Regions from separate parts of the Mus musculus genome. Here all the other regions are linked to region 2. The links are chromatin contacts, called in public HiChIP or PLAC-seq maps. All regions are on one chromosome and are shown on one strand. The core of a region is the stretch at or near the end of the contact, and the rest is flanking DNA. Distances in the headings are between cores, read along the strand shown. Region 1 has its middle 29 kb from the start of Gm31753. Region 2 has its middle 120 kb from the start of 4930503O07Rik. Region 3 overlaps Plxna2 (plexin A2).

The links. HiChIP or PLAC-seq counts read pairs in DNA pulled down with a chosen protein or histone mark.
Region 1: an HNF4G HiChIP or PLAC-seq map of pancreatic cancer cells shows a contact between it and region 2. The contact joins two enhancer-like sites. A contact is called at or near these places in 1 of 15 datasets of contacts at CTCF or cohesin (the NIH/3T3 cell line), 2 of 484 Hi-C or Micro-C datasets (cortical neurons and uterus) and 2 of 115 datasets of contacts at active chromatin or transcription factors (embryonic stem cells and pancreatic cancer cells).
Region 3: an HNF4G HiChIP or PLAC-seq map of pancreatic cancer cells shows a contact between it and region 2. The contact joins two enhancer-like sites. A contact is called at or near these places in 2 of 115 datasets of contacts at active chromatin or transcription factors (embryonic stem cells and pancreatic cancer cells).

The regions. Positions count from the first base shown.
Region 1 is chr1:193,447,497-193,451,572 of GRCm38.p6, reverse strand. No RefSeq gene overlaps it. Among named protein-coding and RNA genes, the nearest start is that of Gm31753, 29 kb to the left of the region's middle. RefSeq lists an enhancer at 1,388-2,244. Within about 2 kb of position 1,837, at least 113 of the 459 cell types and tissues checked have an H3K27ac peak or open chromatin away from gene starts, as enhancers often do. A contact at or near this core is called in pancreatic cancer cells, where this site is marked.
Region 2 is chr1:194,104,701-194,108,905 of GRCm38.p6, reverse strand. No RefSeq gene overlaps it. Among named protein-coding and RNA genes, the nearest start is that of 4930503O07Rik, 120 kb to the left of the region's middle. Within about 2 kb of position 1,440, at least 18 of the 459 cell types and tissues checked have an H3K27ac peak or open chromatin away from gene starts, as enhancers often do. A contact at or near this core is called in pancreatic cancer cells, where this site is marked.
Region 3 is chr1:194,673,111-194,677,686 of GRCm38.p6, reverse strand. The region is part of intron 3 of Plxna2 (plexin A2); the gene reads right to left. Among named protein-coding and RNA genes, the nearest start is that of Gm46202, 44 kb to the left of the region's middle. Within about 2 kb of position 1,721, at least 50 of the 459 cell types and tissues checked have an H3K27ac peak or open chromatin away from gene starts, as enhancers often do. A contact at or near this core is called in pancreatic cancer cells, where this site is marked.

The DNA.
Region 1 (4,076 bases), core at 588-3,087, 660 kb after region 2:
GGGTACTGCAAAGCAGGCCTATGGAGCAAAGCTTTGCCCTCATCCTAATCAAAACCACCTCTGCTCCCAGCAAAGAGAAACGACAGATGCAGTGTGTACCAGAAACATGTTAAAGAGGGGAAGAACCAAAGAATACCTTAGCCACCCAGCTGGCCCAGAGGGAGGGCATCCTAAGGACTCTAGAGTTTCCATTTTAATTCTAGAATGGGCTTGGGAAAATCTAGATAAATTGCTTCCCAGTAAGAAAAAAAAGAGAAAAAGGAAGGAGTTTTCCTGGTATAAGAAACTGTAAGTCATCTCCCAGCACACGTTCTGCCAAAGAGACCTGCACCCATCTAGACCTGGTCTTCCAGAATCCTAGCAAGCTGGGCTCTGAGTGGATGCCAGGGAACTGATGTTCAGGACTCACTCCCAACCTCCAGGACCCTTGGGGCAGAGACAAGCAGTCAGAGACCGAGGGAGCAGGAAGGCTTGCTTCATTCAGTCCTTCTCAAGGAGCCTGCACACACACACACACACACACACACACACACACACACACACATCATCCTGTCGAATAGGGGTGGGCCACCACGTTGCTTAGCTACAGGGGCTCTGTGAGGGAATGTGGCCCAGGTGTATGTACAGAGAGGTTTCCTAACTTTGTCTTTCAAACCACCCCTCACTAACCCCACATGGATTCTCTCATGGATGCTTAGGAAATGTCATTTGTCAGCTCTTCCCCCACCAGGTGGGAGAGGCTTCATGTCATGTTCCTTTATCTTCCCACTACAACCCTCTCCATGGTGCACCAGGGCCATTGATTTTATCTTTGACATTCTCTGCTTGAAACTCTGCTTGAAACATATTTCCTTCGTAGCAAAGCCCACATCATATTCGGCTATGAAACACCCATGCCCAGGAAAATGCCCAGTGTGTCAGAGTTCCTCTTGTGAGGTCTGGCAAACAAGCTGATTAATTAATTGATGAGTTTACCAGTGTTGATCGTTACGAGCTCTTGGAGTCAAGTGTCTGGCGCTTACAGAATTCTGTGACCTGGCACTTTACAGATTTGTAGCTCATCTGTCCTTAGCCACCAGCATACAGGAGGGAAGGAGGGCGTGGGGACAGGAGGAAGGACCTTCAAAGCTCTACGCCCCTAGGCGATCACCTGGGGTGCATCAGTCACTGTGGATAGCTCTCAGATCTTATGTCAGGGAGGCACAAAAGCCCAGGAAGGGAATGGTACATCAGGCCCTTCCATGTTCACCCTGTGGCTGTGCTTCTAAATGAAGGAAAACTGAGCAAGAGAAAAAAAAAAGAAAGAAAAAACCAAAAAAACAAAAAACTTCTGAACTCAGACAAGGTGATAATAAAAGACAACCAGGGTTTTATGAAGATGGCCCTGGACAAAGAGGTAGCAGATGGTGTCTGACTCAGTTCCAATACTTTGCATCTTCAGTGAGGTATTGTAGCCTCTTAGAGCCTCCAAAACTGGGCTAGTAATCCTGCCCTAGGTCCTCAGGTGGCTGCCCAACTATTCTGCCTAACAACTCTGCTACAGGCCCTCCAGCAGCTGCCCAGCCATCCTGAACGACTCTAAAGAGACACCCTCAGGAAATACAAGGCTCGGAATTTTCTCTATCTTAAAGTGACTTCCGGAGCCCCCAGGACAGTTATTTTAGAAAAGGTTGAAAGTAAGTTTTCAGGCCTGTGGGCTAATGCACTTCCCTCCGAAAAGAGTGATTCTTAGAGGCGCTCAGAAGCTGGGAAGCTAGCCATAAATAAGGCTTATCTGGCCTGTCCTGCATTGCCAAAATTCTTTTGTTCTGAAATTTAAACAAAGACAGACCTGATGTTTTACTGACCCCTTGTGGACATAAGAGGAAATGGATTTTTCCGGCAGATTTGTATCTCCTGTCATGACTAAGGAAGCCCAACTTTCAACCTCACTGGCCTGATGGAATCCCACAAACTCTTCCATCATCATCCCAGGACTCCCAACTCCTACCCCAGGCACTGGCAGCCATCTCCACTGACCAGCTAACTGGCACTTCAGTCTGTCTGGAGAGCCACTTGACAGCACAATGCTAGATAAGGAAGGCACTGGCATAGTCCCAGGAAGCCATTACAGCACAGACTGGAGTTCCTTCCCTGCCAGAGACTCTGACTGGAGTAGGGAGCGCTGGGGATCTACATCTTACCAAGCAGCAATTCTGATTCCGTGTATTGTTCTGCAGGACCAACCTGAAAATGTCAACATGCTCAAGGTCCCTCCTCTCAGCAGTGAGGAAATTAAGACATTAAAGGGCTGTTCAGTCAGGACTGCCAATAAAGCATGTAAAAATCAATAAAGTCACACAAGCATGAAGGCCTGGGTTTGGTCTCACACCCAGGTAAAAGTTGAACATTATCCTAGTCTGCCTTCTATTGCTGTGATAACCACCACGGCCCAAAGTAGCCTGGGGGAAGGGGTTTGTTTGGCTTATACATCCTTACCTCAGACTATTATTGAAGGAAGTCAGGGCAGGAACTCAAGCAGGAGCAGGGGCAGGAACTATGTGGGAGTGCTGCTTAGCGGCTGTTCTTAGGCCCACAGTTATCTTACCTTTCTTATACAGTCCAGAACCACCTGCCTAGGGATGGTACCACCCACAGTGGGCTGGGCCTTCCCACATCAATCATTAATCAGGAAAATGCTCTACAGATGTACCCATAGGCCAATTCAATGGAGGTGTTTTCTCAGTTGCAGTTCCTCTCCCCAGATATGACTAGGTTTGTGTAAGTTGACAAAACTAAACAGTACAGGACTTATGATGGGCTATGGTCCCAGCACTGGGTTGGGCCAACAGTTGTGGTGGGCCTATGGTCCCAGCACTGAGGTAGACCAACAATTATGGTGGGCCTATGGTCCCAGCACTGGGGTGGGGCAACAAGAGGATCCCTAGGGCTCACTGGACAGCTAGCTTAGCCTTATTTGTGAGTACCAGGTTCAGTGAGAGACCTTGTCTCAAAAAAAACCAATGTAGGGCTCTTGAAGAATCACACCCAGGATGACCTCTGTCATCCGTCCATGTGTGTGTGTGTGTGTGTGTGTGTGTGTGTGTGTACATGTAATCACAGGTATCTGAGGAGGCCAAAGGCAACGGGTAAAGTTGGAGTTATAAACAGCTTTAAGTCACTCATTGTGGATGCTGGGAACTAAACTTTGGGCCTCTGGGAGAGCAGCTACTGCTCTTAACCTCAGAGCCACCTTTGATAGTCTTTATTCTGTAACCTCTTTATTCTATGGTGTAAGAGGTTACACTGGGGTCTACCAGGAGGCCACCCACCCCACCTTATAGGTGTGAAAATGGAGGCTGAGAAAGATGAAATGATAGGCAACAAAAGGCTTCAAGTTAGTGTACTTTAAACCTGAATGTCCCCCACTGCACCAATCCAATCCTATAACACTCAACCCTGATGCAACTGAAAAGCTGTCGAATTCTACACTATGTGATTCTATAGGTTAAAATTTCCTCTTGCTCTGTGGAATGAACTAAGGCCAAAGCCATGGGTATGCTTTATACCTCCGTGCATATATTACAATATGTCACATGTGATACCCATTTGCTATGCTGCAATACATTCTCAGGGAATCCAGCAAAACCGTAGCTTTAGGGTCTGCAGGCATGCTCGTACATGCATATGTCTGCACGGTCTCAAATATATGCATGTGCACACACACACACACACAATCTATCTTCAGAGAAGGCTCTGAAAGTGCAGATGGTAGAGAGATGACTAAAGCCTGCTATGATTAGACTATCCTGGGTGGTTTTAATCCAAAGGAAGAGAATAAAGAATTCTAAATAAGGAGTGATCAAACATGCAGTTACTTTTGCTTGTTCTCGCAGCCTTGTTAATATTACTGCAAAGGGATTTTCAAAGCACAGGTTCTCAAAAGCATAGAAACAAAATGATACAAGCAACAAAATGTTAGAAGCTGCAAAACAGAGTCGTACCTTAATGACTAAGCAAACAAAATGTTAACCCGAAGCCAGCAGTAGAGATACCTCATAAGTGAGGCAGTCTATACCGACAGTACTACAAAGGCT
Region 2 (4,205 bases), core at 191-2,690:
GCTCTGAGAAGTCTCCCTCCACCATCTATCATTTAACAGCTCAAAACTGAAGTAGACAGGACAGAGCACCAGATTGCTGTGGAAGCCCTGCTCCAGTCGAGGGCTGGCCTCTCATCCAACCAGATTGAAATTAGGTTTCAAAACTACCCGTGAGAAAGAAAGATGAGATGGAAAGTCGCTGATGCAACTGAAAATGCTGTGGTGATAGCTGACAAGGGAGAGAGTGGGGTAAACGGGGCTGCTCAGAACACTTAAATCGTCCCACTCCACATGCCTGTGGCTCCCTGGTTTCCCCCAACTCTGTTTTATTAACTTTCCTTCTTTTATGACTACTTTAATAAACCTAGCTATTTTCTTCCCTGTGCAGGGAAGATCATAAACTCCCCTGCTTTAAAAAAATACAAATAAATAGCTCAGTGTCCTGAGCTCACCCAGAAGGAGTAAGTAGGACATAGGAGTGTGTTCAATAGCTACATCTAAGAGCTCCTTTTGAGAGTTTGCCAGGCGCAAGGATCTCATCTGGAATCCAGCAGAAGCCTACAAAGGAGGGCGAGCTTTTGTGGACTTTAGTGGGAGGCTAATCCTTTAGGCCTGCTCATTTAAGTTGTTTATGTCTAGTGAATTATCCCCTAATCCCTGCCCTTTGCCTGAGGCCAAGAAAGTTCTGCCTGTCTCTATGTAGAGTAAGGGCTAAGTCTCCTCTAAAAACTGAGCATCTAGTCTGACCCCTTAGGTACCTAGACACCATAGGATCTTTTGGGAGAAGTTAGGAGAATTCTGTCTGTCTGTCTGTCTGTCTGCCTGCTGTCTGTCTGTCTGCTGTCTCCTCCTCCTCCTCCTCCTCCTCCTCCTCCTCCTCCTTCCTCTCTCTCTCTCTCTCTCTTTCTATTTCCCTTTATCCCCTAACCCACACATACTCAAGCTATCATCCTTGGCTATACTTTAAAAATCAACCCACTTTTAGTGTTTGCTTGATACCTTGTATTTGGCCTAAGCCACCCTTATGGATCCCTAGCATTATGCCAGTAAGTAATGTGTATCTGCTTTCTTCTTGCCCTTAACCCCACTCCATTCTCTGGTTGTTTTTGAAAGCAAAAAAGTGCTGGGAAGGTATTCACTTATGTCCTGTATGTTACAGCTTACTCAGTGTGACTGGCTTTGTGGGCCCTGTGACTCAGCAATTCCTTGGGAATAATGGATTGTACCTACCTCATTGGTTCTTGCCTGTGCTTATACCTGAAAAACTCTGGAAATCTCATTTTTATTCACACACACCTTTCTCAAGAGTCCCTTGATTATTTTTCCTGGATCATCTCATTCTAATCTGAGTAGGGGAAAAATAAGGAAAAACAAACCTTCCGGCACCCCATTGATCTTTACTGTCACAGTACTTGCCCCACCCAGCTAAGCATACACATTTCCCCTGTCTTTGCCAATCTGTGCTTTACTTAGGGGTAGACTTTCGACTTGAGCTAATGGCTGTTTCCTCCTGGTTAGAGCAGAGCATAGTACAAAACAGGTACTTCATAAATACTTAGGTTCAGTCCATTCTGGGATCAAAATTTAGAGGTAAATTCTGCATTAGGGTTGTAGGCAGGTTCCCAAGGTGGTGCTAGACCCCGTTCCTCCTCTGATGTAGATTTATGGTGACTTTGGAGGGCAGTTTCAGGACTACTAGTCAACCACTGGCCATGACCCTCTTCTCCAAGTTTTGAAAGGAAATTTAACCAACTAGATCCCAATCACTTATGCTCAGTGGGAGCACATGTGGGTGGTAAGAGAGAAACCTTCCCTAGGCAGCATCATTCCAGAGCAGAGCAGAGCAGAGCAGAGCAGAGCAGAGCAGAGCAGAGCAGAGCAGAGCAGAGCAGAGCAGAGCAGAGCAGAGCAGAGCAGAGCAGAGCAGAGCAGAGCAGACAGAAGCTGGCAACTCAGACCTAACACAGTGGCCTCTCTCTGTCCCTTTATTTCCATGATAGGCACCACAGAAGTCCCTAGAGTGGCCTAGCTAAAAGAAGTGAGGGTTGGGCAGCTGCTGAGGGATCTGATAAGCTCCCCAGAAAGGGCCTTGGGGTTGGGATTGTAGTGGAATCCTGGTAGGCTGACTGGGTTACCAGGCATTGACTATCTTCCATGAGCACTTCTATGATCTGACTCACACTGTCTTTCTCTTGTACCCACGGCAGTCATGCAACCCTCCCTAAGAAGGTTCAATAGATACAAATGTACAGTGGTTTTCCTGGGTGAGGATGGAATAAGAGAGAATAAGGGAGTCAAACTGGTCAAATGCCCGATTTCAATCCAAGACCTCCATCTGTGGTCTAGCTTGGTGTGCCAGAGCTCCACACTGGGCACAAGAGTTTCTAAAACAGACCAGTAACAACAGAACTGATAAGCAGCTGTGAGAGCATTCAGTAACCAGGTGGGCAGTCCACATGTACATGTGGTCTAGTAGTGACAACTGGTAACAGAAATCTCAGTGCAAGAAACCAGCAGAATCCAAAAGGTGAGTGAAGGTAGGAACTTAGAATCCCGGCTCAGCAAGATTCTCTTTTCTCTCTTGTAGGGACAATGGTACAGGGATTATTGAAGGAACTGAAGATGCTTGGAGAGGCATGTATCTCTTGACTGAGCTTAGAACAGGTTAAATGGAGAATTAGTTTAATAATTTAGAACATGGTACCTAATTCAGCTGGACCTATCTCAGGACCCTCTTTTTTTTTTTTCCTGCTTAAGGAATTTATTAAGGGTATTTACTGCATAGGGGGCTGGTGATTACGTTTTCATCCTGGCTCAGTTCTGTTTCTTCAGGCCAAACACAGGCACTAAGCCCACAGCCACTCACCCTGTCTGTGGTGCTAGAAACTGGAACTAACAATTTAGAAAGTGTCTGTCATCATTCATCTCTTCTGATATTAAAAATGGAGTATTCTGATACCGTCAGCAGGTTTCAGCCAGCTCACTAGCGCATCATGGTTTATAGAACTTTCACACACCTCTCTTCTCCTTGGCAGTGGAGCCAAAACAGAATTACTTAAAATGAATCCCAAATATGATCTACTGGCCCTTTCTTTCCAGTCTGTTACCTGTTTTCTGTGTCTTGTCTGGGTAGTGTCTCCTACCCCAAGGCATTCTTTACAGTTAACTGATGATAGAAAGATGATTGGTTAGAAGGCAGAGATGGGTAGGGGGAGGGTAAACAGAGCTCAGTATCCCCAGCTAAGAAAAGATGGCTACAGAGTGAGGAGCCACTGTTGAACTATCTCAGGCCAGCCTTGCTTTGGGGGGATAATCTCTGGCACAGTTGCTTTGGTTGCACTCAGCTCCTTGGTGGGCACCTGCTCCTGGAGAACCAGGAAAGCCACCTTCATCATGGCCTTCTGAGAATCTTGGCATGGAAGGAGGGATGCTATGCTGGCTCATGTTAACTGATGGTGTCAGGAGGCTGGACCATGCCAGGAAAGCCTGCAGCAGACTGAAGGAAATTTACAGCTTGTTTCCAGGTCTGCTGGGAGGTCTAAAGAGATCGAAGTCACACTGTCCTGGTGAGAGATATGGTATAGGCAGAGCTTCATTGAAGTCCTAGAGCAGGTATGGCTCATTTTTTAGTCCAAATGAGTCTTAATAAAAGCAGCTGTGGTAGTTTGAATAGGAATAATCCCATAGACTCATGTGTTTGAATGCTTGGCCCTATATGGAGTGGCATTATTAAGAGATGCCCTTGTTGGAAGAAGCATGTTATTGTGGAGTCTCCTATGCTCAAGCTATGCCCTGTGGGACACACAGTCTCCTGATGCCTGAGAATTAAGATGTAGAACTCTCAGCTCCTTCTCTAACACCAGGTCTGCCTGCATGCCACTGTGCTTCTCACTGTGACAATAATGAACTTTAAAACTCTGAAACTGTAAGACAGTCCCAATGAAATGTTTTCCTTTATAAGAGTTGCCATGGTCATGGTGTGTCTTCACAGTAATAAAACCCAAACTAAGACATCAGTCAAGGACAATTCATTGAAATTTCTTGGCTTCTGGGTCAAGAAGGCCTGTATCCAACAATCTCTCTCAACTCCAACAAGATCTTTGGAACTGGGTACTGAGGGATGTTTCTCATAGCCATGACCCATATCTTCATGTTAGTTACTTTTCTGTTGTTCTGATAAAACACCATGAGCAATGCAACTCAAGTAATCCTAGAATAAGAGTCCA
Region 3 (4,576 bases), core at 472-2,971, 570 kb before region 2:
GTGGAAACAGGCCTGCAGGCCTCTTGGACTCTACTGACCATCAGCAGCTAAGAAAGAAAGCTTATGTTAAAAAAAAAAAAAAGAAAGAAAAGCAGAGATGGGGGCAAGCAGATGTAGGGGGCTGTAGCCCCACTGCACTAAGCCCCTGCCTGGTCCCATGCTGTGGGGCATCCTGTGGGGAGCAGGGGCCTCACTCTTGAACACTTTGCCCCTTAGATTCTTTTGCCTGGGAAACAGATCACAGAAAGGGCTTATGTGATCTTTGGGACTGGGAAACTGGCTTCCTCAGAGGCAAATAAGAAACTGTTCCTTTTGCCTGGGCAGCTGAGGGGTAGAGGGCACGCTATCATTGTTTCTACCTTACACTATGGGATGGTACTACGTAGTGAACTAGCCACTAACCATATAGAATACTTTACCTTTATGACAGTGCCATACTAGAAAGTTCTTTACTGGACAATTAAGAGAAGAGACAGTTTATAGAATAGGAGAACACCTTTACCACCTGACCACAGACTCATATTTATAATATACAAAGAACTTAAAAAAAAAAAACTAAAGAGAAAGAAACCAAACAACACAATCAGTAAACACACTAGTAAAATAAACGCATAGTTTGCAAAAGGACAACAGAAAAAATATTCAAGACTACTCAACATCAGAGGAAAGCAAATCAGACTCCACTGAGGTCTCATCTCAGCCTACTCAGAATTTCAATCATTACGAAAACAAAAACCAAGTCATTCTGGCAAGAATGGCCAAAGAAAACCCTTATGCACTGCTGGTCAGAGAGTAAATTAGTCCAGCCATTATGGAAATTAGTATGGAGGTTTCTCAAAGCTAAAAATAAATCTTCTATATAAGCCAGTTCATCCTACTTCTGAGTATTTACTCAAAGGACCCTAAGCCAGCATACCACAGAGACACCTGCACAAGGGTGTTTACTACAGTACTGACCATGCGCAACAGCTAAGTTAGGGAACCAACAGAGGAGTTCGTAAGAAAAATGTGGCATATACACAATGGACTTACTTTCAGCCATTAAAGACAACAACAACAACAAAGTTATATTATTTATAAGAAAATGGATAATCGCAATAAATGAATTAAGCCAGTCTCAGAAAGACAAACATCAGATGTTTTCTTCATTGGAAGTTCCTAGACTTTATATAGTCATATAAAATCATGTATGTATGTATGACTAAATTCTCTATGGGACAAAAGGAGATTGTGGAGGGGTCGGAAGGAAAGCAAGACTAGAGGAATGGGGAAATATGCTCAGCACACAGAATATACTTATATGAAGATTTCAAAAATAGTTTAGAAAGTTCTTACTATAGTCTAGTTTCTATTTTTTATTCTCCCTAGATATTCACAGTGTGCTCCCGAGGAATGAGACAACTGTAACCCTAAGGATGGGTATGGTGGGTTGAAATGATGGGGTGGGGAGAGGGCATAAGAACCTTCTTTCTGTCAGCCTGCAAGCTTTAGCCCACGAGTCTCTCTCCAATACTAAACTTTTCAACCCACCTGGGAGGAGCTGAGCTATGCATAGCAGAGGAGAAATCCAGCAAGCAGCTACAGCCGAACAGGTTTTGCAATAACATTTTGCCTCAAATCCACACCCCTGCTTAGAAAAAGTCAAAGAAAGTATACCAAGCCCAGCCCTAGATAAGGTGGGTGTGGTGTCATTAACTGGCTTACTCATTTTGCCTCTGGCCACCACTTAGGCAGTGTAGGCAGAAACATGCTGGGGGACCCAAGCTGTGATGATGCAGTAATGCTTCACTTGGTTTGAAAATTGTTGACATGATGAAGATGGAATGAGAGATGTCAAAGGCAGGCACAGGGCACACCCAGCAAGCCGCCTACAGGCAGGGGCTGCTTACCTACCCCAGGAGGTCCCTTGCTAGAGCAAAAGATAGGAGAGTGCTTACACATGTGTGTACACACATGCAACATGGTGCTCCAGGGAGATTTCTGGAAAGAATCTTTCATCCAATTTCTCTGTAAGCCTCAGCTGTTCCTACAGGCTCCAAGGAGCCAACAGATGGTCCCAGCAAAACAGGCTCCAGAGTCTCTAAATCAGGGTCTGTGTTCCTCTAAGGCCAAAAGTACAACTGAGCCCATTTCCCATGGGTGGGGGAGGAACAAAAATGAATTTGAAGCTGTGCCTTTCCTTCTTTCAGGCACCCCCACATTTTCAAAAATAGCATACTTGCTCTTACACTCTGCTTTGAAGATAAAGTTACTCAGGACCCCACATTTCAGGTGATTTCCTCTAGATTATCCTTTAGGTTCCAAGAACCCAACTTAAGAGTTAAAGATAAACTTGTGGCTCAAAGCCTGGATTTCATTAAGAGGCTTTGTCCAGGATGGGTCCTGGGTTTAGGCCAAGGGCACTTTTCCTGGTACTCCCATTTCTTTTTCTCAGGGGTCAGAGATACTGCAGAAATTTCCCAGATCAGGTTTCTATTCCAGAGTCTCTTCCTCCTCACATGTACCATGTACTTACATATATATACACATGTGTGTGCAAGTGTGTATGAGCGCATGCATACACGTGCATATATACCTTCTAAAGACTTGGCAAGAATTCTCCAGAAACGTTTTAATCACACACACACACACACACACACACACACACACACACACACACACAAACACACACACAAAACAGCAGACTCATTGGTTTGATGGGCTCTACAAACACAATTAGACCTTAGCAGAACTGCCATCAGGAACCTAATTCCTCCAGTTCCCGACCCTTGGCAAACACGACTTGGCTTTTTAAAGCTGCTGCTTTATTTATTCCTGTTGATCTGTTTCTGAAGATTAAAAAAAAAAAAAAAAAAAAACTATTGCTTTTGACCCATTACGTTAAAACAATAACGGGTCTTATATCCAAGTTCCAGCTGATACCAAGAGGAATGAGCAGGTCAAGGGAGCCTCATGCTGAGGGACTGGTACAGGTGAGAATGGAATCCTTTGTGGCTTTACAGTAGGTACCATATCTTGTGGGTGGATGGTAGAACATATATAGAAAGCAGGTATCAGGTTTAACTGCCATTAGGGTTACAAACAAAGATTTGGTACATCTCCTGATGAGGACACCATTAATAAAAAGGAGAGGTACTAGAAATGGGAAAGACCTTGGGAATGGCTTTCAGGGGACTATCTGTTTTCTTTCAGTGAATATTTTCACTGTCTGCATTGCCCTGCATCAGCATTTGTTGGAATGAGGCCCAGGAAGGAAGGGGGTAAAGGCTGGAATGGCTCTTCCATTTTATCTTTACTCTCTCCACTATTAAAGCCTTGTATAGGAGGAGATAGCCCCTGTGACTTTTCTTGGAGGTATTAAGATCCTAGGCACATGTTGACATAATATTTAATCTTGAAACAGGTTTTCTTTCATTGGTTTTCAAAGTTGGAGTTAAGAGAAGGCAATTTATAAATAGAGGGTGGAAATGCAACATATATATATATATATATATATATATATATATATATATATATATATACATATATATGTACATATGTATATATGTACATATATATAGTGTGTGTATGTATGTGTGTATACACACACATACAGAGCAAAAGTAATAGAAAAACAAACCATAAAATAATAAAACCAAACCAAAGCTGATTCCACCTCTGTGGCCTTCCTCATTTCATATATGCTGTAAACTTGGGCTGTTATCCATGTTATGGAGAAGGCAGCAGGTGCCACATCAGCTGTTTAATCAGTGTTTAGGAGGGCATCTTGAAGGCAGAGGCTGAGGAAGGAAATTGTATGGGAAAGAGGTGACTCTATACATGCAGAGAAGTTAGTATGGAGCATAGTCAGTGAACTGTGCTCCCGTGAAAATGCAGGAACACAGCAAGACAATTTTCAGTATATATATTTTTGTTTTTATTTTTAATTGAAGTAGAATTACACAAAATCTGCTATTCTTGGGCAAGTCCCTGTACTTCTTAGCTTGGCATACCCCATGCTTTCTTTATTGCTGGTGACTACCATGATGATTAAATTAAAGGGCCTAGAGACCCTGGAAAGGTAACCCAGCAAAACTCAGGAGTGATTAGCACTGCAGTTATTCCACATCTGGAAATGGTAATGGATCTCAGACTGGAAGGGGTATGCTACCAAACAAGAAGAGAAAGATAATTTTTGTTACCTAGCTCAGAGAGGTTAAATTACATTCTTTAGTCTGAGAGAGATAATAAGAAACTAGACTCCTGGTTTTAGAGATAAAAAGCCACAGGGCCTGAATGCCTGTCAAAGAAAATGCCATAATCACATGACATCAAAATATCTGTCCTTCTCTGCTTCCACTCTCTAGAACTAACCTCATCCAGGCAAACCTGAAGAGTTCCCAGCCAAGTCTTCCTAAGAGAGATCACAACAGTCATTGCTATGGGAAAATGGCAGCAAGATGTTCTCTCTGTCCTGCTCAAACAATGCAAGATATGAGGAAAGCTTCTATGTATGTTCTCCATTTATGTCACTATCAGATCATATACTCTTTGGACATAGTATGTTGATTGCCGATACTCTCTCTTTTCCTTCTTC